Linked DNA regions of Sus scrofa: all the other regions are linked to region 2. The links are chromatin contacts, called in public HiChIP or PLAC-seq and promoter capture Hi-C maps. All regions are on one chromosome and are shown on one strand. The core of a region is the stretch at or near the end of the contact, and the rest is flanking DNA. Distances in the headings are between cores, read along the strand shown. Region 1 holds the start of MSL1 (male-specific lethal 1 homolog). Region 2 holds the start of CDC6 (cell division control protein 6 homolog). Region 3 overlaps RARA (retinoic acid receptor alpha).

Region 1 (2,963 bases), core at 243-2,742, 120 kb before region 2:
GAGCCACAGCAACATGGGATCCGAGCCGAGTCTGCAACCTACACCACAGCTCACAGCAACGCCGAATCCTTAACCCACTGAGCAAGGCCAGGGACTGAACCCGCAACCTCATGGTTCCTAGTCGGATTTGTTAACCACTGCACCATGACGGAAACTCTGGTACTGAAAGTCTTGACACTGAAAAAGATCACCACAATCTATGTGCCTCTTGCCATACAACCCCCTCTCCCCTTCATTGGTATCCCTAACTTCAATAAAATCCCCCTTGCAGATCTGAGGCCATAAAGTCTGGTAGAAGAAGGCTGGGGCTCTCTTGGCTTCTCAACACATTCACACCTATTTATCTCAATTTTCCAGTGCTTTATGCTTTGGGCCCACAAGGCAGAGATACAGTTTTAATTAGAGGTTTTCACATTGGGCCAAAGAATGTTAGTCATCTCCCTCTCCATATGGACTGAAGAAAAAAAAAATCCCACCTCAACAGAAAAGAAAAACAATCAATTAAAACTATTAAGAGTTTTTCCACGAGGAATTCTGTGAGGATTTGTTGGCTAAAGTTGCCTGGAAGTTAAGACGGACAGACACATACACACAAGGAACACGGAGAAGATGAAGTGCTCAGCATAAAATACCCTAAATTATTCCTATTCTGGGTAAAGGTAAAAATGCCTTCCTTTCTTCAGTCTTTCATGAACCCCCAGAAGATGCTAGAAGTGACTTAAGAAGGCTGGGGACATGGCCGTTGGGAAAGAACTGTTGGTAGCTGGCAATACTTCATTTCAGGGAGGTGGTGGCAACAACTCCCCAGGCAGCAGACAGCAGGGATTTTCCTTCCTTGGGGAACCAGAGGTCCCCTCCGTTTCTGGTCTGGATCCCTTAGAGACAAAGAACTTCATTCTCTCCCATACCAGTGTGGGGCTGCTGGGGAGTGCAGGGGGTGGAGGGGTTAGAATTCTATGCCCAGAAAACACCCACAGGAGCCTGCATCCTGACTCCGGTCCAGGAGGCGTGCGGGGCTGCGGGGGCCGCAGGGCCCCTCTGGCGAGGGCCAGACGGGTTGCCAAGGTGCCCCGGGAAGGGGCCGCCCAGCGCAGGGCGGGTACGTGGAGCGCTCGGTACACTTCCACGGAGGGCGCCTCAGCCTCCCGAAGCCCCCTTCCTTGCTCTCAGCCCCATTCTCTCGCGCTCCTCTCTCCCGGGGAGCCTCCGCAGTCGCCCTTTCTTCCCTCCTCCTGGCCCTCCCCCGGCTCGCCCCTCCCCCGGCAGCCCACCTTCACCCCGCCGCTCCGCCGGCTTCTGGGTCCTCGCCCCTCATCCCCGGCCTCCCCTCGCCGGCCCCCGCGCCCGGCGCCCCCGCGGCCCCCTCCCCGCCCTCCTCGAGGCGGCGGCGGCCCCTTTCACAATAGCGCGGCCCGCCTCCCTCCTCTCGGCTCCCGGTTCGCTCCCGCCCGCGTCCCTCCCAGCGCATGCGCCCTCCTGCCGGCGGCGGCCGCGGCGGCGGCGGCTCGGAGCGGCTCCGTTTTTTTAAAGGGAAACGCTGAGGCGCCGGGGGTGACAGTGGGGGAGGGGGACTCGGAGCCCGGAGACCCCCAGGGGAGGCGACAGACCCCCTCCCGGAGTAGGAGGGCTTTGGGCGGACCCATCCCTCCCACCCCCTCCTGAGGAGGAGAGGGGGGAAAATGGAGGCTCGGGGCGGCTGAGGCGAGCTCCGGGGCGGGGGGCCGGGGCGGGGAAGGGGGGTGTGGGGTGGGGAGACGAGGCGGGCCCGGCCGGGCCAGGGGGGGCCGAAGCGAGCTCCGGGGATGAGCTCGGGGCGGCTGGGTGCGAGCTCCTGCCTCTGAGGCGAAGGCGGCGGCGGCGGCAGCAGAGGCGGCGGCGAGGCCCCCATGGGCCGGCGGCGGGCCTCAGCCGCGGCCTCCACTTCTCCGCACGCCGGCGGGATGGCGCCCGGGCCCCGGAGGAGCCGCGCTAGCCGAGGCCTGCTGCCGCGCTGCTGAGGCGAGCCCGCCAAACTCCCCTCCCCCTCCTCCGTCCTCGACCCCCAGCACCTCGCCCCTTCCCCACCCCCTCCTCCGTCTCGGTCCCCGGCGCTGCTCCGGACCACTATGACCATGAGATCCGCAGTGTTCAAGGCGGCCGCGGCCCCTGCCGGCGGCAACCCTGAGCAGCGACTGGACTACGAGCGGGCTGCGGCGCTGGGCGGGCCCGAGGACGAGCCCGGGGCGGCCGAAGCCCACTTCCTCCCCCGGCACCGTAAGCTCAAGGAGCCGGGGCCCCCGCTGGCCTCCTCCCAGGGCGGGAGCCCCGCGCCCTCCCCGGCCGGCTGCGGCGGCAAGGGCCGGGGCTTGTTACTCCCGGCCGGGGCGGCCCCCGGGCAGCAGGAAGAGAGCTGGGGCGGCTCGGTGCCCTTGCCCTGTCCGCCCCCGGCCACCAAACAAGCTGGCATTGGGGGGGAGCCAGCGGCAGCCGGAGCCGGCTGCAGTCCCCGACCCAAGTATCAGGCGGTGCTGCCCATTCAGACGGGCTCTCTCGTGGCGGCGGCCAAAGAGCCTACGCCCTGGGCTGGGGACAAGGGTGGGGCGGCTCCCCCAGCTGCCACCGCCTCGGACCCGGCGGGACCCCCACCACTACCTCTGCCCGGGCCGCCACCCCTCGCGCCCACCGCCACCGCCGGGACCCTGGCGGCCAGCGAGGGCCGATGGAAGAGTATGAGGAAGAGCCCTCTCGGGGGTGGCGGCGGCTCGGGAGCCTCCAGTCAGGCCGCCTGCCTCAAACAGATCCTTCTGCTGCAATTGGACCTCATCGAACAGCAGCAGCAGCAGCTGCAGGCCAAGGAGAAGGAGATCGAGGAGCTGAAGTCAGAGAGAGACACGGTACGGGAGGGGTTAATCTGCGTTCGGGACGAGGAGCGAGTTGTGCGCATGCTCGGGGGAAGGGGGCTGTAGAAGGTTAAGGTATCCCTG
Region 2 (3,069 bases), core at 368-2,867:
AATGTATAATCCAGTCTCAGGTTGGATTCTCTGGTACATGTCTTTCTTCTGGATGCCGTGCAGTTCAATTAAACCTTGCTTAAAAACAAAAACAAAAAAACCTGAAAACTGTGTACTCTTGTCTGGACTCCCACTGCAAGTGGTGGCATAGAGAGGAGAAAATCTGCTGCTTCGGGTTAGGGTAGTGGTTTGACCCCAGGTTCCCTGAGAAAGTAGATGTACTAACTTGGGCAGAAGCATCTGCAGCTTCCTGAGCGTCTTCTCTCCTCCCCTCCAGCTGCTTTGAAGAATCACAGTTGTAGTTAGCCATGCGGACTGGCTAATTCTGAAAGAGCTGGTCGTGATTTCTCTTTGCCACCAACTCCCCTTTGCCCGTGATTTCGGGGAACCCAGGAGACCCCCTGGCCTCGTGTCTTTTCCTAAGGGTTCTCTCCTCCTGTGTGCGTGGTAGATTCTCACACTGAGATGTGAAGAAAAGGTGAAGGCAGAGCATACAGAGCAGGCGTGTATTTTTATGTGGGTGTTGCCTTTTTTTTTTTTTTTTCTTCACTGCTTTTTAAATGGAAATCTTAAGCTGGCTTTCTTGAACTTTGACTTTAGGTGTAAAAATTGAACCCGACAGTCTCTGCTGACTGTAGTCAGCTGACAGAATCACCACTAAGACTTAATGAGCTTAACGTGCACTTTCATCACTAGCAAAGGTCTTGGAATCATTTCCTGTACTGATTCATAATGGGTGTGTGTATGAGTCACTCTCACATAATTTAGATTAAAAAAAAAAAAAAAACCTATGAGGGGGAGGGAAGGGGAGGGGACACAGGCCTCCTTTCATTTTCATCCATACTTGCCAGATTGGCTGAATCCCTGATTATTTGACCCAGCGTTGTTATTAATATGATTAATAAACTATATTTATTGATTTAATTGTTCCTCCTGTGCCTTTGAATATTCAGCCCTCAAATGGAGCTTGCCTAAATGACCCTCGACTTCCTAACCCTGCGGGTATTCTCTGTCCTGTTGGGATGGTATTGCTTGTCTGTGTATGCGTGCACGTACCTGCCAGCGCACATGCGCACAGACATGCAAAAGATGCTGGACAGGTCCTTCCGGTGTGATTTGATTCCTTCCCCCACGATACTGTATATAAATTAGCAGGTGATAAGGACATGAGTCTGCCCACTGTAGTTATTACTGAGATGTAAGTCGCTTATGGTGGTGAATGTGCCTCTTAAATATTTCCTGGCCCAACCCAGCCACAAACTACAACTTACTGCAAGGAAGCTGCCTGCCTCTGACTTCCTATTACGCTGCAGACAGGGGTAAGAGAACTAAAATGTCAACCTCAGGATCCTAACCCCCCCAGAGGATAACTGGGGAGATGCTTCGTTTTTGATGTTAGAGCCTAGTCTGGATCTTTTTTTGTCTTTTTTTTGTTTTGTTTTGTTTTTGTTTTTGTTTAGGGCATATGGAGGTTCCCAGGCTAGGGGTCAAATCAGAGCTACAGCTGCTGGCCTACACCATAGCCACAGCAGTGCCGGAACCGAACTGCGTCTGTGACCTACACCACCATAGGTCACTGCAACACTGGATCCTTAACCCACCGAGCAAGGCCAGGGATGGAACCAGTGTCCTCATGGATGCTAGTCAGATTCGTTTCTGTTGCACCATGACGAGAACCCCAAGGATCATTTTTTACACATGAATCAAATTCCCTCTCCAATCCTGGGTTTAGGGATGTGAGATTTAAAGGACTGTATGTTCTCCAACCGCCAAAAATATTCATGCAAAAGATAGATGTCCACTTGGCAGAAACATTTCCATTTTTTCAGCAAGCATTTATTGCATACTTTATTCTGTGGAAGGCACTAACAATATGAAGATGAAAACGATGTGGTCCTTGCCTCCAAGGAGCTCAGAGTCTAGCAGGAAACTTCATGATAGCCACCAGGAGAAACCTTTGTGGAGCACTAAAAGGCTTTGTGATAATTAGCCAGGGAAGAAGGATGGTGAGAGGCATTCTGGGCATAGCAAACAGCAAAGGCAGAGAATCAAGAAACAGTATGAAGGGATGCTCATCGTGTTAGTGGAGTAGTGGAAAGAGAAAGCATCCAGTAGGTGACCTCTTAGAGACGTTTTGATCTGAACCTTCTGCGAGTCTCTGCCGGCTTCCATAATAGTCATTTACTCTTGTAGGCTTGTCTTGGACCAGTGCTGTATTTCCTGGTGAATGTTTTCAAAGGTTGTGACATGCATGTTAAGCACTCATAGCTTCCCCTGCCCCCTCTGTCCCACTGCACCTGAGGTAGGTAGCTTGTTCACTATCATCCCTTAAAAGCTGGCTGGGCACTTGTTACCATTTCTAGTTATGAAGGACAAGTTTTAGGGGGCCAGGTTATAAAAATAAATAGGAACAGTGAAATTTGCTTTCTAGGTTCTCTTGCCCTATTAAGAGACCAGAAATACCATCTGGTGGAAGAGCTTCCGTTCTGTGATAACACTTTCTCCAGGGCAGCTTATGGTCTTCACTCTTGGAGTTTTCAGCTCCTAGAAAGGCTCCCCCAAACGTGCTCCGTGTCATCTCTCCCCCTCCTCTAGAACCTGCATCTGCCTATTCCTCCTTGAATGTTTAAATGCTCAGGAGCTTGTTCTCCTATCAGGCTTCCTGAGATTGAATTCCAGTTCTTCCACTTACGAGTTGTTTGACCTTCAGCAAGTTTACTCAACCTCTCTATTTCAGTCTCCTCATTTGTAAAATGGAAATTACTCCAACTTCATGGGGTGCCTGTGAGAATTAATGAGGTGAAATAGGTAAAATACTGGAGCTCAGTCCCTGGCATGCACAGAAGCACTCAGTATTGGCTCTTTTCTCCTATATGAACTAACTGCAATTAACTTGGTTGTGTTTTTGGGTTTTTTTGTTTTTTTCCTATTTCTTGGTTTTACTGCTGTCTTTCATTCGATGCTGAAGGATGACAGATAAATGCTTACCATCTTCTAGTATTGGGTTCTGGCTTTTAATGAAAGCTGAGGCTTAGCTACGTTATTAGCTTTGGAAGTTGACCTGTAAAT
Region 3 (2,947 bases), core at 370-2,869, 69 kb after region 2:
GTGGTCACAAGGGAGCGGTGAAGACCTGAACCCTGGTTCCCCATTGCCAGGCAGTGCCCTTTCTAGGGGGTTTAAGAGTGAGGACTGGAAGGTCAGACCAGTCAGGTTCAAATCCTGGCCAGCATGTGACTTTAGCAGTTTGCTGAACTTCTCTGAGCTTCCATTTCTTTTCTTTTGCCACACCCATGGCTTTTAGAAGTTCCTGGGCCAGGGATCAAACCCAAGCCACAACAGTGACAATGCCAGATCCTTAACTCAGAGCCACCAGGGAACTCCCAAGCCCCTGTTTCTTTCTTTCTCTCTTTTATTTTTTTAGGGCTGCAGGTGGGGCACATGGAAATTCCCAGGCTAGGGATCAAATTGGAGCTGCAGCTGCCGGCCTACACCGTAGCCACAGCATCACCAGATCCAAGCCACATCCTCAGCCTATGCTGCAGCTCAAAGAAATGCTGGATCCTTAACCCCCTGAGCGAGATTGAACCCACATCTTCATGGAAACTAGTCAGGTTCTTGTTTACTGAGCCACAGAGGGAACTCCGCTAAGCTTCCCTCTCTGTAAAACAGGACAGTAAAGGTTCCACCTCATAAAGTTGGTGGGGGGGATTAAGGAGAAGATAAATAAGGCACAGTGTTGCCTGGAGTCAGACCCAGTACGTGTTGGCTGCTGCTGCTGTATTGATATTATTATTATTATTTTTATTTTTATTTATTTATTTTTTTTGTCTTTTTGCCATTTCTTGGGCCGGCCGCTCCTGCGGCATATGGAAGTTCTCAGGCTAGGGGTCGAATCGGAGCTGTAGCCACCGGCCTACGCCAGAGCCACAGCAACGCGGGACCCGAGCCGCGTCTGCAACCTACACCACAGCTCACGGCAACGCCGGATTGTTAACCCACTGAGCAAGGGCAGGGACCGAACACGCAACCTCATGGTTCCTAGTCGGATTCGTTAACCACTGCGCCACGACGGGAACTCCTGATATTATTATTATTTTGACCATGCTCGTGGCATGTAGAAGTTCTGGGGCCAGGGATTGAATCCATGCCACAGCAGTGACAACGTGAGATCCTTAACCTGCTGAGTCACCGGGGAACTCCATGCTGTTATTATTTTATTGTTAGGAGTTCTACCATATCACATGGGTGTCCAGAATAATGGGCAGGACTGGGAGACCTGCTTCTACTTAAGATGGCACTGCCGGAGTTCCCATCATGGCTCAGTGATAACAAACCTGACTAGTATCCATGAGGACGTGGGTTCGATCCCAGGCCTCCCTCAGTGGGTTCAGGGTCTGGCGTTTCCTGGAGCTGTGGTGTCTATCACAGCTCAGCTCCCGCATTGCTGTGGCTCTGGCTGTGGCGTAGGCCAGCAGCTATAGCTCTGATTTGAGCCCTAACCCGGGAACTTCCATATGCCATGGGTGCAGCCCTAAAAAGAAAAAAAAAAGATGGCACTGCCTGTGTTCAGGGGTCCAACTGCTATGAACTTTGGGCACCCCCAGTCCCCAGCGCCTCTACTCACATTTAAGAGGGCCTAGGACCTTTTGGTGTGAGGAGGCCCTGGGAGCAGAGCCCATCAGTCCGTGGCCTGGGCAGGCGCGCCCCCGGGTGGCCAAGGCTGGGAGCGCAGCCATGTTCCTCTCTTGGCCAGGGCCGCTGCTCAGCGGGCCTCTTGCTTCCTCAGACCGGCAGGACCTGGAGCAGCCAGACAGGGTGGACATGCTGCAGGAGCCACTGCTTGAGGCACTGAAGGTCTATGTGCGGAAACGGAGGCCCAGCCGCCCACACATGTTCCCCAAGATGCTGATGAAGATCACAGACCTGCGAAGCATCAGTGCTAAGGGTAAGGTCCCCACACCCGGAGGGACATCCCGTGTGTCTGCTGGGGCTGGGCCCCAGCACCTGGCCCAGGCCCAAAGTCTTTGTGCCCATGAGGTGCTCCACTCACCTGGACCCCCCCCCATCCAGGTGACCCCCTACCTATGAGCCTCAAGGTGGCAGTGTCATCTTTGCCTGGTGGTTAAGGGCGGGGCTCTGGAGCCCGACCATGCAGGGGTGTGTCCTTGAGCAGGTCACACGACAGCTCTGAGCCTCAGTGCCCCACCCCAAGGTGTTTCAGAGTTCTGAGAGGTTGGTGGGAGAGTCCAGGGCACACAGCACTTAGGAAAGGCCCCGCATCACACCCGGGCCGTCTGACCCCAGCGCTGAGTTTGGAACCACTTTGCCCTGCTGCCCTTCAGGTGCGGGGGCTTCAGAGAGCTGGTTATGCCAAAGGGCTGAGCCCTGTGTTCAGTGCGGGAGCCTATATTGGTAGTATTGACCTTGCCACCCTCTTCCTGCTCCCTCCTGGGGCTGGAGGAGTGGGGCGGGCACCCTGACCCCTGTCCCTCCTTCCCTGCAGGGGCCGAGCGGGTGATCACGCTGAAGATGGAGATCCCGGGCTCCATGCCACCTCTCATCCAGGAAATGCTGGAGAACTCAGAGGGCCTGGACACTCTGAGCGGACAAGCGGGGGGCGGGGGGCGGGACGGGGGCGGCCTGGCCCCGCCGCCTGGCAGCTGCAGCCCCAGCCTCAGCCCCAGCTCGAACAGAAGCAGCCCGGCCACCCACTCCCCGTGACTGCCCACGCCCCGTGGACTCGGCCCTTGCCCCACGCCCTGGCTTTTCTCTGCCTTTCTACCAACCATGCGACCCCCGCCGGCCCTGCCCCCCACCCGTCCTCCCTTCCCCGGGGGCCGGGAGAGCGGAGGCCGCGATGATTCTTCGGACAGAGGCCCGGGCCTGCGATGGACCGCCCGCCCGCTCCTGCAGCCTGGGCTGACGTCAGGGTCAAGGCCACGAACTGCGTGCGGACCCCTGGGCCCGGGCCTCCGGATGGGGCCTGGGGGCCTCGCGTTCATCAAGACACCCCTCTGCCCACCTCGCCACATCTTCATCACCAGCAAATGCC

The links. Promoter capture Hi-C pulls out the DNA fragments that hold promoters and counts their contacts. HiChIP or PLAC-seq counts read pairs in DNA pulled down with a chosen protein or histone mark.
Region 1: a contact with region 2 is called in a promoter capture Hi-C map of liver, with 3 times the contacts expected there. The contact joins the promoter of MSL1 here to the promoter of CDC6 in region 2. A contact is called at or near these places in 4 of 5 promoter capture datasets (fetal liver, fetal skeletal muscle, liver and 1 more), 18 of 47 Hi-C or Micro-C datasets (alveolar macrophages, blood, brain and 11 more) and 2 of 2 datasets of contacts at active chromatin or transcription factors (alveolar macrophages and skeletal muscle).
Region 3: an H3K27ac HiChIP or PLAC-seq map of alveolar macrophages shows a contact between it and region 2. The contact joins the enhancer-like site here to the promoter of CDC6 in region 2. A contact is called at or near these places in 1 of 5 promoter capture datasets (fetal skeletal muscle), 25 of 47 Hi-C or Micro-C datasets (adipose tissue, alveolar macrophages, blood and 12 more) and 2 of 2 datasets of contacts at active chromatin or transcription factors (alveolar macrophages and skeletal muscle).

The regions. Positions count from the first base shown.
Region 1 is chr12:22,236,086-22,239,048 of Sscrofa11.1, reverse strand. It overlaps MSL1 (male-specific lethal 1 homolog), which reads left to right and starts at 1,492. Exons shown (of 9, transcript XM_003358056.4): 1 at 1,492-2,873. The coding sequence starts at 2,106.
Region 2 is chr12:22,116,989-22,120,057 of Sscrofa11.1, reverse strand. It overlaps CDC6 (cell division control protein 6 homolog), which reads left to right and starts at 1,617. Exons shown (of 13, transcript XM_003131471.4): 1 at 1,617-3,069. It also overlaps a transcript of WIPF2 not described here.
Region 3 is chr12:22,048,468-22,051,414 of Sscrofa11.1, reverse strand. RARA (retinoic acid receptor alpha) reads left to right here. Exons shown (of 9, transcript XM_003131474.6): 8 at 1,682-1,840; 9 at 2,399-2,947. The coding sequence ends at 2,616. Among named protein-coding and RNA genes, the nearest start is that of GJD3, 9.6 kb to the right of the region's middle. Within about 2 kb of position 1,619, at least 4 of the 83 cell types and tissues checked have an H3K27ac peak or open chromatin away from gene starts, as enhancers often do. A contact at or near this core is called in alveolar macrophages, where this site is marked.